7 separate regions of the Mus musculus genome follow, and regions 1, 2, 3, 5, 6 and 7 are each linked to region 4. A link is a contact called in public promoter capture Hi-C data. All regions are on one chromosome and are shown on one strand. The core of a region is the stretch at or near the end of the contact, and the rest is flanking DNA. Distances in the headings are between cores, read along the strand shown.

Region 1 (2,700 bases), core at 47-2,546, 1.2 Mb before region 4:
TCTGACAACTATGCATCTCACACAGAAAGTTAATACCATTCTAAGTCTTTTCTTTCCTCCAGGTGTACTTTGCTTCAAACTATCTACTGATGAGAAAAACCTATTAGTTCCTTTAAAACTAAAACAGAAGCCAAGGTCATTTGTGGGACTGTCCCCACTTGGGTTAGAGCTGAAATTCCCTCAGCATAGCTGGGTCTCTGTTTAAAGGCCCAAGTTATGCTGAGCAAAAAAGTAGTGATAACGTGAAATTAAGAGTTATCCCTACTTGGACTTGAACTTCAGAATTCAAAAGGCAAACCATCAAATTAAAGGGCCGCCAGGGAATAAGGGGAAGTACTCCTGGTAGGTAGTAGAATTGAGTCATGTGACCTTGGTGTTACTACCTCACGCCTGTCTTCATTTATTGGCCTGTAGCTTGGAGGAACAACCTTTCTGGTTCTACCTAGAGCCTGATGTGATACATAATCAGCAGGTTTAACAGAAATGCCCCACCCTATTCAAGCTCCTCCTATATACATTAAGTGCAGGAGTCCCAAGGACAAAGAGGAGCTGGGGGGCTCTAGTCCCCTAACAAAACTAAAACGGCGGGGTCACTTACAGGCTTCAATTACAGTGAGGAAAGAAACAGGTCCTGACAGGACTCACCCTACAAAGCAGAGCCCAAATTAGCCCCAGTGACCAAGTGAGCATATTTATACATCCCCCACTCCTCCTCCAACAGTTCTCTCCCTAATTCGGGGGACCACGCCACATCTTTGCTCTCTGGCCTTGCAGCCAGGGCCCTGCATCCCTCGCTTGCACCTTGGATACTTGATATGACAGAAGGCGGGCCTCCCGGCCGCCGGGGGCTGCAGGCCGGGGCCGGCAGCGTTCACCTTAGCCGGAAGGGCACGCAGCACATGGCCTAGGAGCTCTGGGAAGGGTTGGCGGCTCGCCAGGGTCGGGCCCCTTTAAGGCGCGGAGGGCTGCGCTCCGGTGTGGGAGGGAGAGCCGGTGCCGGAGGCCCTGCGGTCGCCTCAGCCCCACCCCGCGCGCCACGGCGCGCTCCCTCCTTTAAGCTCACCTTGGCTCCCAAGAGCCGGGTTGCTGCAGTGAGTAGAGCCATGGCGGGCGAAACTCCGGGACCTGGCGGGAAGGGACCGAAGGGAGAGAGCTACAGCTGCAACAGGAGCGGTCGCCGCTGTGATGGAGACCGCGCCAACCGGCGGACAAGGTTGAAAGGAGGCGGCTGAGGGGAAGGGTAGACAAACCGGCACAGGCGCCCAGCCCAGGGTCCTCGGCGAGGCCCCGCCCTCTGCCCGAAACTTGAGCCCGCCCCCCTCCGGCGACCCACCCCGGCCTCGACCATTGGCCCAAAATGGAAGAGGGGCGGGATCTGAGCCTTTGACAGATGTTATCGCGGGGAGGATTGGACCGTACGGATTAGGCTAATTAGGAGTGGGTGGGAAAGGGATTGTAGGTGTCTAAGGATGTGCCTGAGAACTCAGTTAACTTCCTTCTTTGGCTTTTCCCTTTGCCCTTAACACATTTCGGGTTCTCCGGAGAATGCTGAAGATAAAGCTCCAGCACGCGACGTTTGAAGGTCACTGAACACTGCAACTGACCATTGCACTTCCTCTACCTGCTTGGCATGCTTTCTTAAAGAATGTCTTTGGTTAATGACTTCATGGCCGTGGAGGTGACATCACGCAGAAAGCCCGCTATGATGCCAGAGTTAGTTGCTTGATGGTCATTTGTGAACAGAAGAAATCTTGAAATTACAGATACTGACCCCGTTATGTGGAGAAGAGCAAAACCAGAAGCCTGAATGTTTAGTGATGTTTGTGAACTATATGGAGTCTAAGTCTTACAAAAGCCCCCTTAATATGAAGGAACCTTTCAGTCTTTGGGTCCTGGGCCTTATGATTCTGACATTCTTCATAAAACCCCATATCATAAAACCCCATAGAGCCAGCCCACCTCAGACACAGGATCAGGAGCTGCAACTCTCCACTCAAGATCAGGTGTTAGACACTCTCTTTTCGTCCCATCATTCACAGTATTTCCAAAGGACTCGAGGACGTTTATCCTACTTGGCTCTCTCTCTTATTTCTCCCTCAGAAAACATTGCAGTGAATGACACAAGGATTTAATGATCTTACACATCACTCTTAAATGCCCCGGGGTAGAACACCTCAGAACTTCTGTACTTTCCTGTGCCTACTGTGAAATTGGCCTAAGGGTGGAGAGAAGCTGACCCAATGATCAGAGCACCTTATCTGTAACCACCAAGCCTCAAATGTACAATCCTTTTATCTCACCACATGACAGTAACAAAGTGCAGAGGTCTCAGTATCCATGTAAGCCAAGTTCAGATAGTCCTTGTTTATAGAGGATGTAGTTTGTGGCTTAGACTTGGAAAAGAGAAAGAAAACCCCTATTTCCTCAAGTTTTCTCATATACATATTCATATCTGCCCAGTAGTGTTGTTCTAGCTTGGAAGTCAGGTAGTTCTTATGAGAGAACTTTATCAAGAGAAGCTGCGCCTCTTGAGAAGCAATAACCTTAGACCACCTCCCCGGGGACTTCAAAGCTTCACTGATCAATATTGGCTCCCAATTTAGCATCTCACATGGGGTTTCCTCATAACCCCAGAATAGTCTGACCTGGTTCCTTCCCCCATAGTTAATTATCCACAGAGACTAGCTAGCAGATCAGAGG
Region 2 (2,700 bases), core at 193-2,692, 1.3 Mb before region 4:
ATTGAATCAGGAGAGAGGGGGAAGGAGGGTGGGCTTGGATTCCAGTCCTAGCTCTGCCATCCACTGACAGGACAGCTTCAAACAAGCCGTGTAGCCAACTGTCAAACAGATATGACACTTGCATTTTCTAACCTATTGTCCTGCAAATCAAATGAGATAAACTCTGAGTGCACGTGTAAGACTGCTGTATTACTTGTTGCAACAGAATGGCAAAATAAACTCACAGTGAGAACCAGAGGAAATGCTTGAAAATGCTTGTTCCTTCTTTTCAATCACTGGGAAGTAGGCCCTGCCACAAGGTTTACTGAAGACACTGCATAACAAATGCACCCCTCACCCTCCCTTGGCACTATCCAATCCCACTCTTTCTTGGGGGAACACTAGTAGCCACCCATCCTGCTACAGTAGTTAAAACTACTGTATAAGAAGTAGCTGCCAAGATTCTCATAGGTCAATCTCCCAAGAACAGTGGCCTTGGTAACCATCACATTTGCTACCAGTTGAAATGAAGTTTCATGAAATGAAGTTAGTGTACCAATCCAAAACACCCTCATCCTGCTTTTTCAGGTCTTTCTCCTGCCCCTACTCCCACCCCCCCTCACTCTCTACCCCACAAATGCCCTGCCTCCTGGACTGGGGTGGGCTTTCCAGTGTATTAAACGAGTGGATGGATCGTGCGTATCAGAGAGCGGGGCTGCAAATCATTCAGGGTCAAAGATGTAAGGAATGTAAGAGTCCTCCACGGAGAGGCGGGAGGGGAGAGAAGCGGCGAAGGAATAAAAGAGAAAGACAAGGCTGCCAAAGACAAGGCATGGGAAAGAAGCCAAGCTATGGCGCTTGGAGGGCGGAGGTTTGGGTTCCGCGGTCCCTGCCAAGGCTAGCCCCCAGAACGTTCCCTTCGCCTCCAGGCCTGTCAATCATTGCCATTTAAACTCCATGTTGTCCCTCAGCCCCAGCAATCAGCTCCTCCCGGGTCCTCAGGCTGGCCCAAGGCCACTCCCGCACTTCCCGAGGCTCTCCCTACTCCAGAGGATCTTCCAAAGCTCCAGAGCCCCCAGCTAGCTCACCTCCCGACTCCTCCCAGCTGAGCTCCCTTCCTCCATTTTCCTCCTCCTCTCCACCCTTCCTCCCTACCCCCAGCACTTCGGACCCAGGCACCAATCCACAGGGACCTCGCCCCCTCTCCCCCCCAACCCCCCAGGGTTAGAAGCTCGCCCAGGCGCATTACGCACCACCCGGAACGCAGCCTGGTTTCTCCGGACGCGGGGCCTGGCTGCAGCTGAGGACACGGCGGCCGCGTAGCACACTGTGTGCCCGGTCTCAGCCTTTCCCCGTAGGGGAAGGGGAAGGTAAGGATGGGGAAGAAGGTTCCGACCACTCCTCGCTGTCTCGGGTTAGCCCTTAGCCACGCCCACTGCTGCTACGCAACGGGGCGGAAGCTCGTCACCAAGCCCCGCCTCTCTATTTAACTCGGCGGCGCCTGGATGCTCCTTGCGAGCGGCCTATGAGAGGCGGGGGCTAGCTGGGCCTCCGCTCTGGGCCGGAAGTTCTTAGGACGGACAGTGTAGCCTTTTGGGAGGGAGGGCTCTATGTGCTTCAGGTGTGAAGCTCCGGGGCGACCCTGGGTGTCCCGCCTTGCAGAGTTACTTGGTGCTGGGTGGTGCACGGCTCGGGTGCCAGACCTGGTGCAGCGCTGGGACGAGGTCGCCGCGGGGCAGCTGGTCTGCAGCGTGGCCTGCTGTCCTCCCAGCCCTTCAGTTTCCAGAGCTGTGGTCAGCATCCCGGAGCCTCCCGACCTGTGACTCACAGTCATGGGGATGGATGCTGCTGTTAACTTAGGAGGCCGCAGGATGGAGAGGGAGGGAGTGTCTCACCGCAAAGCTTTGATCTAGGGTGCTGCAGGGGTCGTCCACCTCCCAGCCACACACTCTTGTAGTATTCCTGATGGCTCTTCAAAAACTCAGACCGCCCGAAACATTAATGGATTTGATTTCCTAAGGCTGCAACACTGTGGTTAGGGGAAATGGGTGGGAGAGAACCCGAGGAGAGTCGTGGTGGAGTTTAAAGCGCTCTGTGTTAGGTAAGCGGGGAAGCAAGACAAGGAATGCAATTACATTACCTCTTAGGCTAATCTGGTGTCAAATAGTATTTGTTGTAGATACTCTCTTTTTTAAAGGGCAATTCACATTAGTACATATGTAACTAGCTTATTCGTGAGAATACAGAGCTAGCTGCTTCCTTTGAAGACAATATGACGAGTACCAGAGGAAACTTAAGCTTCTAGGTGTCTCTGAGATACAATAAAATAAGGAAACAGGAATCGGATGTGCCTTTGTGAACCAAGTCAAACTTGCTTCCCTCCCCTCCCTCTCCCCTAGTCAGGGTTTCTCTTTGTTGCCCTGGCTGTCCTGGAATTCACTATGTAGGATAGGCTGGCCTTAAACTCAAGAGATCCGCCTACCTCTTGCCTCCCCAGTGTCCACCTGGCTTGAGGCTTGCTTTTTATGTTCCGGGTTCAACGTCTTTCAAAGGAGAGTGAATCTGCGTATTATCTTTCTATGGCGAAAATGCTGCTTGTCCCAGAGCCCTGAGCCGAACCGTTCGGTACATTAAAGATGATGTGTAAGCTCCTGCCATGTCCAAGGTACTGGCTTTTAACTAACTTTCCATTTTCATGTGTAAAATGGGCAGTGGTGGCGC
Region 3 (2,700 bases), core at 61-2,560, 1.4 Mb before region 4:
TCAAAAGTGTAAAGAACTCCAAGGGTTCATAGGGCCCCTCACAGACCTACTGAATGGACTCAAGATGGGTCGCTTTGACAGAGGATTAAGTAGCTTCCAACAGAGTGTGGCCATGGACCGGATCCAGCGCATAGTGGGTGTTTTACAGAAGCCTCAGATGGGAGAACGTTATCTAGGAACCTTGCTGCAGGTGGAAGGGATGTTAAAGACTTGGTTTCCTCACATAGCTGCCCAGAAATCATCCTCAGGAAGTAGCAGGCACCAGATAAGCAAGCACTTTTCCAGTCACCACAGTGACCCGGGGGCTGCTTTTCCTGCACCTCTCCTAGAGAAGATGGGCCAAACACAGCTGGGACATTTAGTTTTGAAACCAAAGCATCCTTGGCATCTCACAGGATGGCCAGCTATGAACCTCACTTGGATTCATAGCACTCCAATTTGTAACCCTCCCCTCAGTTCCCAAGGCTCCATCTGGCCACAGCCCCATAGGCACTGGAGCCAGCATTGGTGTCATCCTTGTCCTCCAGAAAGGAGGACAGCCCTTCACCCATTCTGCCCCGGGCACTCCGGTCCCACCAACTCTACTGTCTCCTGTCGTCTCTGGTGATCTGAAGAAATTGCCTGGCGAGGAGCCTCGTTGCCACAGTTTGCCAGTAACACTGCCATCAGACTGGAGTTGCATCCTTTGTCCGCCTGTCTTGCCTACCACAGACAGATGACTAAAGGACACCCAGAGCCACAGATGATTAGCTATCCCCCAGTTGCTCTGGATCCTCAGCCCTAACCCAGGCTCTGCTACTTTTCCCTGATTCCCAATTTGTATAAATGTATGTTTTATGTGTGTGTGTGTGTGTTTTTTTTTTTTTTTTTTTTTTTTTTACTTTAATGTATTTGTGGTGAGGAAATAGAAATCCTTTCTGATTAAAGACATTTTTTTTTTTTTACTTAAAAAAAAAAAAAGATCCATCTGCCTCCCAGGAGTTGGTAATAAAGGCGTGCGTCATCAAGCCAGGGCAAAACTAGTAATTTTTACTACAAGCCACACCTATTAATAGTAGTAAATGGAAGTGTTTACCAAGAAACTACAACTCCCATGAAGCAACGAGGGAGAAGACGGAGTGGTTTTTTTTTTTTTTTCCCCGCCTATTTTTTCTCAGTCCCATACTGGAAACAGGTGCTGGTGTTGAAATAATACAATATCCTTAAAATAGACGGAAAGGTGGGGCTTGATAACACGCACTCTAGTAAGGCAGCCGGAAGTCGCTGTCTCGAGCAGCCCCGCCCTAAGGGACGACACACGGGCCGGCTCGGAAGTGACGACACCGAGCACGCCATTAAATAGCAGTAGGCCTCCCTCTCCGCCCTCTCGGTCTTAGCGCCATCTTCCTTGGTTAGTCGCGGGGTTTTCTGGCGTTCGGGTTTCCAGTGCAATCCGTTAACATCCGACCTCCACATTCACTATCATCACAGCGGGCTAACGGCATTTTTCCCTCTTTCTCTCTAGAGACTCCTGCGCCATGAGAGCGAAGGTGAGCGGCTCTTAGGTGGTGAATCGGGCACCTAGTCCCCGCCATGGTTCCTCTGCGGGCTTCCAGACGGTTTGCCTCGGGTGTTCGCAGTCAGGGAGAGGCTTAAAATTCTTGCTGAAGAAAAGATGGGGTGGGAAAATGAGGGATTCGGCTCTAAAACTGAACCGGTGTCCTTTGTCAAGCCCTGTGTTCTGAGCAGTTTCATGGCCTTGCACAAGCCTGTCTCTAACATTCTTTTTTGTCTCCTCACATGATCGGGTTTTTTTAGTGGCGGAAGAAGAGAATGCGCAGGTACGTTTAATTTTTCAAGACTACCTTGGGGCAGTGGGGGCAAGCTCGGTGTGGGATATTTGGTTGGAAGAAAATATCTGGCGGGAAGGAAGCAGGAGTCGCCGCCCAGTACAGCAGAGCTGGTGCTTGTTAATCTCATCGTCTCTTGTACTCGTGCACTAAGTGTACGTATTGATAGATGTGCAAAGGAAAAAAAAAAAACTCAGGTTTGTGTGCCTTCCATTCCAGGCTGAAGCGCAAGAGAAGAAAGATGAGGCAGAGGTCCAAGTAAGCCAGCCCGTGCACCTACGACGCCTGCAGGAGCAGAAGTGAGGGATGCTGAGGGCCGGGACAAGCTATCGGACTGTGTGCTGCCATCGGTAATGAGTCTCAGTAGACCTGGAACGTCACCTCGCCGCGATCGCCTGGAGAAATGACCGCCTTTCTTACAACCAAAACAGTCCCTCTGCCCTGGACCCCCGGCACTCTGGACTAGCTCTGTTCTCTTGTGGCCAAGTGTAGCTCGTGTACAATAAACCCTCTTGCAGTCAGCTGAAGAATCAAACTGCTGTTACGTGTTTTTTTGCGGTTCCTTGGGGTGGGGACTCGAGTGTGTTTCTGTATAGGCGACATAGTTTGGGTGTTTGATCTGGCTGGAGCCGGTTGAGTGTGCGCCCGAGGTTAAGTTACAGAGTTGGTGCGTTCACAGCGCCACTCCTACGTTTTGGGGGTACCACTGCGTAGAACCTGACGCTGAGCGGAGTTCCGGGTCCGGCGGAGTCCTGTTACCATGGTGATGCGCAAGGCTTGTTGGGAGCTTCCTGCGCCTACTAGCACGCAAGTTGGACCATAGAGTGTGTTTCCGGGTCTGGTAGCTAGAGCGTCTCTTTCTTCCGCAGGA
Region 4 (2,700 bases), core at 128-2,627:
TTATGAAGATCTGATCGAAAAGTCTGTGTGCAGGCACATAACCCAAGGTGTTAAAAGCAGGATATGTGTCTGTGTATCTTTTAGATTTTCCCCTGGCGTGGTGAGCTTCCCCGCAGAAATTTTCCAATGGTATATAATGTCTCTCGTTTGCCGTTGTCTAGGAATTGATATTCTCAGGGTTGCTAATTCAGTTACCGTCTGTTTCCAGCTTCATTTCCCTTTTGTTTTTACAGGTTTTCCCTTACAGTCTGGACAAACAGACACTTTACCCACATACCCAAGACCCAGCCCAACTTTAACCAGAAGGCCCTTATTTTTAGTTCTTCCTTCTCCTCTCCCCTGCCTTCCTCCTCCTTGTCTCCTCCTCCTCCTCCTCCTCCTCCTCCTCAAAGATTGCTATTCATAAGCTGGGCTGGCTCCTACTGTTCATCTTTTTGCCTCAGCTTATAATTATAGGCATCTACCTCCACTGTTGGCTCCATTATTATTTCTTCTTCTTTTGAGACAGAGTCTTATGTATTCCAGGCTTGAACCCAACTCTATGTAGCCAAGGATGACTGCTTGGATTCCAGGTGTGTACACCAACTGTGATGCAGCTTGAACCCTGCTAAGCCAGTGTCTGTGTGTATTTGAGAGTGTGACTCAAATATCGAAGGCTGGTCTCAAACTCACAATATGGAAGAGGATGACCTTGAATTATTGAGCCTCCTGCCTCTGTGTCATGAGTGTCGGGATTACAGGCATGCACTACCACACTCTCCTTCTTAAAATAATTTTATTGGAGGGCAAATTCAGGTTTTGACACAGATTATTTGGTTGTTGGTAATATATTATCATATATGTGTATATAAAAATATGTACATGTATATTTGTGTGTATATAAATGTAAATATGTACATAATTATATATGTACATACATAAATATCTGTGCGATATATGTATATTTTTATGAAGAAGCATGCTTCTGTATAGTATATTTTGAAAAGATATTAAGTAACTTCCAAAAATATCCCCCGCACTCACCATCCGCTTCAATATTCTGCCCGATGGAGATGCCATACATTGCAAGAAATATATGAAAAATAGTAAGAAGGTTTATTTCCGACAGCTGGGGATGAGACAACAGGCAAAAGAACACAGCCACATACCACACCTCAGGATTAAGGAGCGAGGAGGGGAGGGGCCCAATCTCGCCGATGATTGGTTGTTGCTCTTGGCCAATCAGAAACAGCTATTGATTTTTACTAACAATGCGACCCGCCTCCCTGGAGGCTTTGACGCCACGTTTACAAATGAGGATGCGTTACGTAAGAGAGAGCTCCCGGACAGCCAATGAAAGCTTGGGGCGCTAATGGGCGGGTGAGGCCGCTGCCAGGTTTGGGGCGGAAGGGACATCTCTAGCAGAGACGGAGCGGAAGATGGCGGCGGAGGTGCTGCTGTCCAGTCTGTTGGGATTGCTATTTCTAGGGCTCCTGTTACCTGCGCGTCTGACGGGCGGTGTCGGGAGCCTGAATTTGGAGGAGCTGAGTGAGATGCGTTATGGCATCCAGATCTTGCCGTTGCCTGTCATGGGAGGGCAGGTAAGGGGTGTGGGGCGAGGTGAGGGTCCTGTGCAAGAGGAAGGGGCGCACGGTGGAGGAGGAAGGGCAACTGCGCACCGGGCTCGGGAGAATGGGGGAATGGAGAAGGGATGGTGGTGTTCCTGCGGTCCTGCTGGGAATGGCAGGCAGACCCATCCTCGGAGACCAGGCACCGACAGGGGTAGGGCTCCCCACTGTAGACCTTAGTTCCCCAGGTCGTAGTGAAATCACTGGGACCCCGCCGGGTGGGGAAGCGAGAACGCCCTCTCCTCCGCTCAGCCGGGGCAGCTGGAGGACTTGTGGCTTATTCTCTCTTCCACTGGGCACGTCCCCAGGGTCTGAAGAGGGATCTCGTTGTTCTTGGTCCCAGCCTCTGCCTCCCTGCCCCTCTTCCCGACCCTTCTTTCCCAGAGCCAAGCTTCAGACGTGGTGGTTGTGTCTTCAAAGTACAAACAGCGCTATGAGTGCCGCCTACCAGCTGGAGCTATTCACTTCCAACGTGAAAGAGAGGAGGAGACGCCTGCTTACCAGGGGCCCGGGATCCCTGAATTGTTGAGCCCAATGAGAGATGCCCCTTGTTTGCTGAAGGTGAAAGGAACTGGGGTGGGCGGAGGGAAGGCTTGGGAACCGGAATGGAGGCCAGTGGGAGTTAAAGGGCCATTGGTGTACTAGATATGTTTGGGGGGGGGGGAGCGTGGGGGGTGGGGTGGGGGCGTGCAAAGCAAAGACTCTGCTGAATGTAGGGAAAGGTTAAGATAGAAGATCTCAAAATAGGTTAAACCAACATCAGAAGGACGGTGGTGGGACCAGAAGAGCTGGAGCCTACCTGTAAAGTCACCTCCTGCTCCTATTGCTCATTACCTCAGGATGCCATTGTATTCCACGAAGTTCAGTGAATACTTGAACCTGTGGGAGTCCTCATCCAAGTGCTTCAAGGATACCATGATTTCTTATCTTTATGGAGGGCAGGGAATGATTTATGCCTGTGATCCCAGGTGGGTCACAGAGCATCATAGCCCTGTCTGAGAAGAAAGAAGAAAGAAGAAGAAAGAAGAGAAGAAGAAAAGAAGAAGAAAGGGCATGGGTGGGGATCAGTTATACTTTAGATGTGCGTCTCCAG
Region 5 (2,700 bases), core at 9-2,508, 1.3 Mb before region 4:
TAAGCACTTGAAAGCTGAAGCAGGTCACAGCTGTCAAAGCCTTCGGGGCTTCACACCAAGACCCTAGACCGATCTCCCTTTAAAAGGTCAAAGGCAGAAAACTGGGAACCAGAGCCTCACGCTGAGGGTGCACACAAGTCACAGACCCAACAGCTGTTTGTCAAGAGTCTGACACCCAACAGAGAGACCCCAAATGGTTTCAGGGCTAAACTCAAACCAGAATTAGTGGAGCTTTCTGAAGCTGTCCACTGTACTCTGACAGGCTGGCTGCAAGGCTGGAGTAGCAAGAGTTGGGGGCTGTAAAACAAAGCAAGGGAAAAGAACCCTTAGCCGGGGTTGGTGAGGAAGCAGCCCATATCGAAGACAAAAAAGAAAAACGAAAAAAAGCCCAGACACCATGAAGACACAAGAATAAAAATTGGTTAAAAAAAAAAAAAAAGATAGATAGGGCTTCTTGAACCCTTTTGTTCCCCATCCTTATTTCCAGTTACAGGGTGGGGGTGGGGACTAGCGATATGAAGCTTATCCGAGCCTCTGGACCTCAAACCCAAAGCAATGCCAGGCTGGCTGGCTTGCAGAGGACTTCATTATGAAAGGAGGGTTGGAGGGGCTGCTGCCCTAGACTGCCATGTCCTGTCCCCTGAGAGGTTTGCAGCCCTTTAGAAGGAGACTAGGGTAACCCTGGGAGACAGGTGATTTCCCCAGGTAGAGACGCTTTTCAACGGCCTGCTCCGCGCCCGTCTACCCTCCTGCTCTGCCATCTGTCTCAGGACGTACACAAAGCACCACCGGGGAGGCCTGGGCCGCTCTGGCGTCTGGCTCGGCGCGGGGCTCCGGCGGGGGCCCCGCGGCTCGCACACCGGAGGGGAGGAGGCGCGCGGCGGCACCGGTCAGCCTGGAGGGCGAGGGCTGCCGGGCCCGGGCCGCCGCCCGGAGCCGCCGCCGCCCCCGCCAACGCCGCTGCGCTGCACCGGGGCAGAGGGCACGGTGGGGGAGGGGTGGGGGAGGGGCGCGGGCGGGCGGGCGGGAGGCGCGGGGAGGCCTCGGGGAGGGGCGCGGCGGCCGCCGCAGGGTGGGCCGGCCCCGGGAGCGGCGGCCAGGGGCCCTTTGTCCCCGCGCGGCGCTGCCCGCGTACCTTCTTGTAGTTCTTGCCGAGCCAGAGCCGCACGTTGTCGAACTGGGTCACGGTGTCCGCGGCCTCGTAGTACTTCACGTTGGGGCCGCCGTCCTTCTTCCGCACCGCCATCTTCTCGGGCTCGGGCCCCGCCGCCGCCCGCCCCGCTCAGCTCAGCTCCCGCCTCCTCCTCCGCCCGCCTCCCGCCGCCTCCCGCCGCCACGACCGCCGCCTCCCGCCGCCTGGGCCCCGGCCGGCGGAGCGCCCCCTGCCGGCGGCCCTGCGTAGCGGTGGCGGGCGAGCCCGAGCGCGCTCGGCGGACACCCCGGCAGCAGCGGCGGTGGGAGGCGGGCGAGCCCGAGCGCGCTCGGCGGACTTCCCCGCAGCGGCAGCCCGGCTGCTTCCCCGGGTCTCGCAGGACGCGGCTGTAGGACAGCGGAGCCCTCCCCGACTTGGTCTCGCAGCGGCAGTGGGGCTTACTGTTCCACTCCACGGGGAAGCCGGGAGCCCCGGGTCTGCAGCTCCGCCCCGTAACCCCGAGTGGCCCCCGGCACGTACGTTCCCGTGGAACTCTTTCGCTCCAATAAGTTCCTTCCAACCATTCCTGTTTCAACCCACGAGTGTCCCTGACGCTCCTCGTCCCGGTGCACCCAGCACCCCTGGTGCTACCCGGGGGGGTCAGGTGAGGGGTCTCCTCCCTCTGATCTTCGGGTCTCGCCAGTCGCCTCCGCTTTAGGAGTCGGCTGGCGAGCCCCGATTCTTCGACCCAGGTTCAAGCATTGTGGCGCGAAGGTGCGAGGGAGGGAGCGGCTCTGGGTACGAGCCTCGGGCCGCGACCCTGCACCGGTCCGCTCGCACCCAGTCACCCGTGCGGACCCTTTCTGTAAGCGCGCGGCCAACCATAGTTTTGGGAGTCACGGTGGCCGAGTGGTTAAGGCGTTGGACTCGAAATCCAATGGGGTTTCCCCGCACAGGTTCGAATCCTGTTCGTGACGGCAGTTTTTCGTATTTTTTTTCCCCCCTCCTATTAACCAGTAGTTGAGTGGTTGAAAGTGAAAAGGCAGCACTACTCCTTTAGGTTAGACCAGGGTGACATACAAACCAAATTGGGCATCGCTGTATTCGCTGTTAGGATACCAGGCACTTTGAGATATTTTTGAGAATTCTGTAACATTTCATAACAATGAAGAGTAGTCGTTTTGTTTGGGAAAGCTAGTCAAACCTAAGATTTCTAAACAGGGCATCTTTGGAGTTTGTGACCAAAAGTGGAGCCTTGAAGTCTGGTGACTGGAGACACAGAAACAAGCGTTTCTCATTTGGATTTTTCTTTTTAATTTAGACAGGGACTCATGTGCACAGGCTGCCCTTGAACTTGCCTTGCAGCCAAGAATGACTTTAAATTTCTGATCCTCCTGCCTCTACCTCTCAAGTACTAGGAGTTACAGGTGTGCCTGAGCATGCCAGGATCCTTTGCGGCTCGGAACTGAATCCAGGGGTTCAATTTGTTCGATAGGTAAGCATTCTGTTTCGCTACATTCCCTAGCCCTCATTTGAGTTTTCCTGAGATAACCTCAGGTATCACGGGA
Region 6 (2,700 bases), core at 139-2,638, 1.2 Mb before region 4:
GGGGGGGGGGAGTCCTGAGGATTGAATTCAGAGCAAACTGGGTGGCAAGCACCCCTACCCACTGAGCCATCTGGCTAGCCTCGTCTTGACTCTGAGTCTATGACCTTATTTGTGTAAAGCATTTGACTTGTATCACAATGTAGCTTTGATTGCCTGTCTTCTTCCTGCCAGCACATTTCCTTTGTCAGGCAAAGCTCGAATCAATGTGGGGAGCTTTAACCCAGCGTAGGGAAAGCAGAGCTTGCTCTGTGACAGTCGGGAGAATTTTGCTTGCTCTTGCACCCGTCTAGGCTAATCTCTTTCTAATTTGTAGTTTATTTCTCTTCTCTCTTTTTCCTTTGGTCATACTTTTCCCAAGAGCGCTTGTTTTTTCCTTGAATCCTGGGACGTAGTATTCACCTTTGGGCTTTCTGCCTGTGATGTCTCGTCCTCCATTGAGTACACATTTTTCCCCGACAGTGATGGTGCTTTTTTCTAAAAGTAAATTTTGGCTAGTAGTAGCTCACACCTGTAATTCCAGCAACTGGGAAGTGGCAGCAAGAAGGTGCATATGAGTTCAAGGTCAGTGCAGGTTACAGAGCAAGATCATGACACCCCAAAGCCCTCCTGGAGAGCATGCATGTCTGTAATCTCAGCAGCTAAGAGTCAGGACGATATCCAAGAGTTCCAGGGCAACCAAGCTTATATAGCGAGGGCGTCTCAAAGAACAAACAAACCATGTCTTATGTTTGGTTTGGTCTGACAGTAGGGCTTGCTTCTTGTTTAGAGCTGGCTACTCTAAAACTGGGTAGGTAGCCCAGGCTGGCCTGGAACTCGTGGCAACCCTCCTGCTTCTGCCTCAGACTTCTTTCCATAAATATTAGGGAGGAAATTCTGCTCCTAGGGACGTTCATGAAGGAGCACTGCAAATTCAAGGCCTGAATTGTCTTGTCTCGAATAACGAGAAGGGGAGGAAGGGGGAAGGGCGTGTAGATCTAGGAGAGATTATACAAGTCAGCCCAGAACTTGCAAAGTTAATATCCTTTTCCAAAGACATAAACCGGCAGCAGGCACTGCAAAGGCCAGTAGGATGAAAAGAGCCTCTCCTTCTAAAGGGCTCTGAGAAACGTTCCTCTGGACATCGACAGCCATCTGCCGTTGACACGCCCACGACGTCGCCTCTGCGTCTACGTATCAGGTCCTGTGACCACAGACTCGCCAAGTAGTTTGTGCCAGGCGATCTCGCTCCCCCGAGCCATCTCTGCAGCTCCTCCGACACGCACCCAGCGCCCTTTCTTTCACGCCAGAGGTGTCAAAGAAACTACATCTCCCGACAGGCAGCGTTGTCCCTTCCTTCCTCGCGCTCCCTCCTCCCGATCCCTGGCAACGGCGTGACGTGAGGGGACCCAGAGCTGCGGTCACCGCTTCAGTGACAGCCTATCCGGCGCGCGGGCCGGAGCAGGGCGAAGGCAGCCGGAGCTCGCGCCGCCCTTCCTGCCCGGCCTCCCCTACAGCTCGCCGCCGCCGGGAGTGCCAGGCAGGGGCGCGCGCATGGCCTCTGCGGGCGCGCGGAGGCTCCCGGCCCCGACGCGCGCGGCCGCCCGGAGCTGCTGCGGCTTCTCGCTCTGCCGGGGCGCGCGCTCCGTCCCGACCCCGCCCCCGGGCCCTCCGCGGCCGCCGCGTCCAATGAGGTGAGAGGCAGGCACAGACGTCCGCGCAGGACCGGAGGGGGTCGCCCGGCACCCCGAAGTTCAGCGGTGGAGGGTGGCAGCCCTTAGACGGCAGGCCGGAGAAGGGCTGGCATTGGTGGTGCCCTGGGAGTTCGAATGGAGTTCTGGAGATACGCGTACAAGCTAGATGCTCGGGGCGGGTGCGTGCCAGCCACTTCTTGGCCTTCGCCGGCGTTCTGGCTTTGATGTGCCTGGCCTGACCCTGGCGTCAGAGATGCTTCAGTTTGCTTGCAGCAGTAGTGTTGCCTCAAAGGCAGCTGGCACTTAGGACGTGCCCTTCTTTTTCCCATCCCCACCCCTGGCCCTGTCCTCAGCCGCCCTCGACCTTTCGCACTCGTGACTGCCTGGCCAGCCAGCCCAGCTAGCTGCAGCAGGTGCTAGGGGCAGAAAAGCTTGCCCGAACCAACGACCTTCCTCTGTGATGCATCCCTCTTCCCCTTCACCTGAAGTGGTTGAATACAAAAAAAGAATCGTGACGCTGCCTCTCCTTTCTTTTTGGCGCTAGGTTTCTGATTTCCTGTAATCTCTTCTTGCCTCGCGCTGCCCAGGCCTTGGCAGCGGAGGCTGGCCTACCTCATAGTCGTTCCTTCATGGGCTTTGCTGCCCCCTTTACCAACAAGCGAAAGGCTTACTCGGAGCGTAGGATCATGGGGTGAGCATTCCTTTTTTTCCCCTTCAAATAAATAACCATGTACCAGTAGTGGGTAAGATTCATATTGGGCCACTTGTCTCCCCAGCAACGTTTTCGCTGCCAGCCTTTCAACCTAAATTTCCCACCTTAGTTGTTCTGCACGTGTATTAGTCTAGAATTGTGTTACATCATAGAAAGGTAACCGACTAGGTAGTACAGCCTGTAATCTAAGCTTGAAGCTTCCACGGACTACATAGCCAGAGCTGCATCATAGGTATCTCACACACACACATTTTGAGACAGGCTCTCACATAGCCTAGGGTTGGCCTTGAACTTGATATACAGTCAAGAAGACTTTGA
Region 7 (2,700 bases), core at 65-2,564, 1.4 Mb before region 4:
ATAGGGAAGGGCCCAGCCCATGGTTGGCGGGGGCCATCCCTGGGCTGCTGGTCCTAGGTTCTATAAGAAAGCCGGGGGCTGGTGAGATGGCTCAGTGGGTAAGAGCACCCGACTGCTCTTCCGAAGGTCCGGAGTTCAAATCCCAGCAACCACATGGTGGCTCACAACCATCCGTAACAAGATCTGACTCCCTCTTCTGGGGTGTCTGAAGACAGCTACAGTGTACTTACATATAATAAATAAATCTTAAAGAAAGAAAGAAAGAAAGAAAGAAAGAAAGAAAGCCGGTTTAGCAAGCCAGTGAGCAGCACCCCGTCCCCCGCCCCCCATGGCCTCTGCATCAGCTCTTGCCTCCAGGTTCCAGCCCGGTTTCAGTTCCTGCCTGGACTCCCTTCAATGATGGACTATGATATGGAAGTGTAAGTCAAACAGACCTTTTCCTCCCCGACCTGATTTTGGTCAGCATCAGGAAACTATTGCAAAATGTAATAATTACTGCTGCCGTTGAACACCGCCCCTCCCTGACTATAATCTTAATCGGCCCTCTATGATAGAGATGACTAACTCTGGATTCTAAAAAGAAACAAAATCTCACTTATCTACCGATCTCCTCCCCTCACCCCACTTCTTCAAGACTGGAGTATTAGAACTCTAATGTTCATCACGCCCCAGCTGTCGCTGACTTGTTCCTTTTCACGGACAAGATAGGGGGACTGAGGACAGCACAGACAGGGCCGCTAGACAGGGTCGGTCATCCTAGACTTTCGTTCTAAATCGGTCTAATTTCCCTAACGTTTCGCAAGGGCAGCCAGTAAAAACTCAAAGAATATTCTTAGAGGCAAAAACGAACGTTCTCTGAGTATCAAACGCTGGGAAAGTTGACAAAGAATATTTAAGATTCAGACCAAACCCTGCCAAACCATTTGAACGTGTGGAGAGATACACCCTCAACTCTAGCTCACTCTGAACTCAGTAATTAGAGTAGCGGCTCTGCATGACGTAACTCCACAGGCGCTCCAATCCCACGTGGGAGGAGCAGCTGCTCCCGCCTCTTAAGTGGGACGCTACGCCCCGTTCTCTCCGTGACCAGTCAAATACTGTCTTTTGGTTTCTTTCCCCCCCTTTTCCCGCCATCCAACCCTCCCATCTTGACCCTCTGGTCCAATCACGGAGGCCCTGCCATCCCAAGTCCTCTCTAGCTTCCCAAGTCTACGCGGCGCTGCCCCAACAGGCAGGGGCGGGGCGGGGCTTGAGGTCCCGGGGGGAGCACCATATATTACTGGGGGGGAGCTGGACCAGACACTGAGCTGCCTGCAGCTGCTCGGGCGGGCACTCCCAGAAGCTGCCCCATGGAGCACTCCCCTGAAGAGGGCGCCAGCCCCGAGCCGTCAGGGCAGCCCCCTGCCACGGACTCCACGCGGGACGGGGGCTCCGGGGTCCCACCTGCCGGCCCAGGTGCGGCGAGCGAGGCCCTGGCGGTGCTGACTTCCTTCGGGCGCCGCTTGTTGGTGCTGGTGCCGGTGTACCTGGCAGGGGCAGCGGGTCTTAGCGTAGGTTTCGTGCTTTTCGGCCTCGCCCTGTACTTGGGCTGGCGCCGGGTCCGCGATGGGAAAGAACGGAGCCTGAGGGCAGCGAGGCAGCTGCTGGATGACGAGGAGCGGATCACCGCAGAGACGCTTTATATGAGCCACCGGGAACTACCTGCCTGGGTGAGTTACCACTTCAGCCCTTGGTGCAGTATAGCTCTTCCTAGCCCCTCAACTTGGGGCTCTCCCACCCTACAAAGTCAGCTCCCCCACCTAGGACAGCGGGCCCCCAGACTTTGCATCGTCCCGTTAGCGCTTGTGTGCTGGGACGCACCACTCCTGGACGCGGCCACCCACTCTCCCCGCCCACCCTTGCCGCAGAGCGGATCCTTCCACGGAATCGGGACTTCTTCCTCCGTCTCCTCGGACTACAGCAGTACATCTGAGCTGCCGCTCCCAGCCAAGCGTGTAGAATGCTCGCTCCTCCTGACTTCTGGTGCCACTCGCGCCTTTGCCGCGCTGCCTCTGGGGATCCCTCCACCCCCCACCCCGCGATGGCTCAGAGGTTCCCCCGCCTTTGCTAGCGCTTTCAAGGCTTTTTATCTACTTCAGGGCATTAGGGTTTTCCGTTTCCTGCCTTGTCTCTAGGTACCCGCTGAGACCCAGCCCTGCAAGCATTGTTCCGCTGAGTCCCAGCACCTGGAAATGACCTATCGCGGTCGCCTTCCAGCCTCAAGCCAGCCGGGCTGCTGGGCTAAGGGAGGAGGAGGTTCTGGGAAGAGGGTAGTGCGGCAGCTGTAGTTCCCGCTGCTCCTTTTTACTCGTACCCAGGGCGGCCCCACCCTTTTCCGGACTGTGAGCAGCCTTCGCTCGCTCGTTTGCTCAGCCGACCCAGGCCCTCATTACTATACCCTGTCTCCTGGGCTGAAAAGATGCCTCCCTCTGACCTTGCTAAGCTGAGCGGGTTACCAACCCCTTTGGGGTACCCTCCCTACTCTTCTCACTTAGAGGTGACAGGTAGAGAGAGGCAGACACCAGTCACACTTGCCATTCCCTGGAGAGAAAAGAAGAAGAAACGGTTTCATGTGCCCTAAGTAGCAACTGTTATTGCTACTCTTTATCCTTGGAATTAACCCAACACCTCCCTACCTCCGTGTACAGCACAGGTGTCCTT

What was found. Promoter capture Hi-C pulls out the DNA fragments that hold promoters and counts their contacts. Capture Hi-C pulls out chosen DNA fragments and counts their contacts.
Region 1: a promoter capture Hi-C map of hippocampal neurons shows a contact between it and region 4, with 3 times the contacts expected there. The contact joins the promoter of Cs here to the promoter of Os9 in region 4. A contact is called at or near these places in 7 of 39 promoter capture datasets (the C10 cell line, the HPC-7 cell line, cranial neural crest and 4 more), 1 of 115 datasets of contacts at active chromatin or transcription factors (astrocytes) and 1 of 9 other capture datasets (liver).
Region 2: a promoter capture Hi-C map of liver shows a contact between it and region 4, with 2.4 times the contacts expected there. The contact joins the promoter of Rnf41 here to the promoter of Os9 in region 4. A contact is called at or near these places in 8 of 39 promoter capture datasets (the C10 cell line, cranial neural crest, embryonic stem cells and 4 more), 1 of 115 datasets of contacts at active chromatin or transcription factors (astrocytes) and 3 of 9 other capture datasets (adipose tissue, liver and pancreatic islet).
Region 3: a contact with region 4 is called in a promoter capture Hi-C map of liver, with 6 times the contacts expected there. The contact joins the promoter of Rpl41 here to the promoter of Os9 in region 4. A contact is called at or near these places in 7 of 39 promoter capture datasets (the C10 cell line, cranial neural crest, hippocampal neurons and 3 more), 6 of 115 datasets of contacts at active chromatin or transcription factors (bone marrow-derived macrophages, embryonic stem cells, kidney and 3 more) and 3 of 9 other capture datasets (adipose tissue, liver and macrophages).
Region 5: a promoter capture Hi-C map of pre-B cells shows a contact between it and region 4, with 4 times the contacts expected there. The contact joins the promoter of Smarcc2 here to the promoter of Os9 in region 4. A contact is called at or near these places in 4 of 39 promoter capture datasets (the C10 cell line, hippocampal neurons, liver and 1 more).
Region 6: a promoter capture Hi-C map of liver shows a contact between it and region 4, with 5 times the contacts expected there. The contact joins the promoter of Coq10a here to the promoter of Os9 in region 4. A contact is called at or near these places in 10 of 39 promoter capture datasets (the 3T3-L1 cell line, the HPC-7 cell line, cranial neural crest and 5 more) and 1 of 9 other capture datasets (adipose tissue).
Region 7: a contact with region 4 is called in a promoter capture Hi-C map of pancreatic islet, with 4 times the contacts expected there. The contact joins the promoter of Esyt1 here to the promoter of Os9 in region 4. A contact is called at or near these places in 7 of 39 promoter capture datasets (the C10 cell line, cranial neural crest, frontonasal cranial neural crest and 4 more), 1 of 484 Hi-C or Micro-C datasets (B cells), 1 of 115 datasets of contacts at active chromatin or transcription factors (bone marrow-derived macrophages) and 3 of 9 other capture datasets (adipose tissue, embryonic stem cells and pancreatic islet).

Annotation. Positions count from the first base shown.
Region 1 is chr10:128,336,323-128,339,022 of GRCm38.p6, reverse strand. It overlaps Cs (citrate synthase), which reads right to left and starts at 1,296. Exons shown (of 11, transcript NM_026444.4): 1 at 1,064-1,296. The coding sequence starts at 1,105. It overlaps Gm51822 (a long non-coding RNA gene), which reads left to right. Exons shown (of 2, transcript XR_003949053.1): 2 at 1-1,884.
Region 2 is chr10:128,410,358-128,413,057 of GRCm38.p6, reverse strand. It overlaps Rnf41 (ring finger protein 41), which reads right to left and starts at 1,442. Exons shown (of 7, transcript NM_001164237.1): 1 at 1,233-1,442. It also overlaps a transcript of Nabp2 not described here.
Region 3 is chr10:128,547,778-128,550,477 of GRCm38.p6, reverse strand. It overlaps Rpl41 (ribosomal protein L41), which reads left to right and starts at 1,310. Exons shown (of 4, transcript NM_018860.4): 1 at 1,310-1,390; 2 at 1,505-1,529; 3 at 1,798-1,820; 4 at 2,049-2,368. The coding sequence starts at 1,518. The coding sequence ends at 2,091. It also overlaps a transcript of Zc3h10 not described here and the pseudogene Gm9176.
Region 4 is chr10:127,119,837-127,122,536 of GRCm38.p6, reverse strand. Os9 (amplified in osteosarcoma) reads left to right here and starts at 1,377. Exons shown (of 15, transcript NM_001171026.1): 1 at 1,377-1,580; 2 at 1,992-2,168. The coding sequence starts at 1,419.
Region 5 is chr10:128,457,873-128,460,572 of GRCm38.p6, reverse strand. Smarcc2 (SWI/SNF related, matrix associated, actin dependent regulator of chromatin, subfamily c, member 2) reads right to left here and starts at 1,258. Exons shown (of 29, transcript NM_001372395.1): 1 at 1,136-1,258. The coding sequence starts at 1,246. n-TScga2 (a tRNA gene) reads left to right here and starts at 2,028; the gene lies at 2,028-2,109. It overlaps Mir8105 (microRNA 8105), which reads right to left and starts at 1,893; the gene lies at 1,805-1,893.
Region 6 is chr10:128,367,668-128,370,367 of GRCm38.p6, reverse strand. Coq10a (coenzyme Q10A) reads left to right here and starts at 1,388. Exons shown (of 5, transcript NM_001374700.1): 1 at 1,388-1,670; 2 at 2,215-2,361. The coding sequence starts at 1,531.
Region 7 is chr10:128,524,473-128,527,172 of GRCm38.p6, reverse strand. It overlaps Esyt1 (extended synaptotagmin-like protein 1), which reads left to right and starts at 1,314. Exons shown (of 31, transcript NM_011843.2): 1 at 1,314-1,709. The coding sequence starts at 1,350.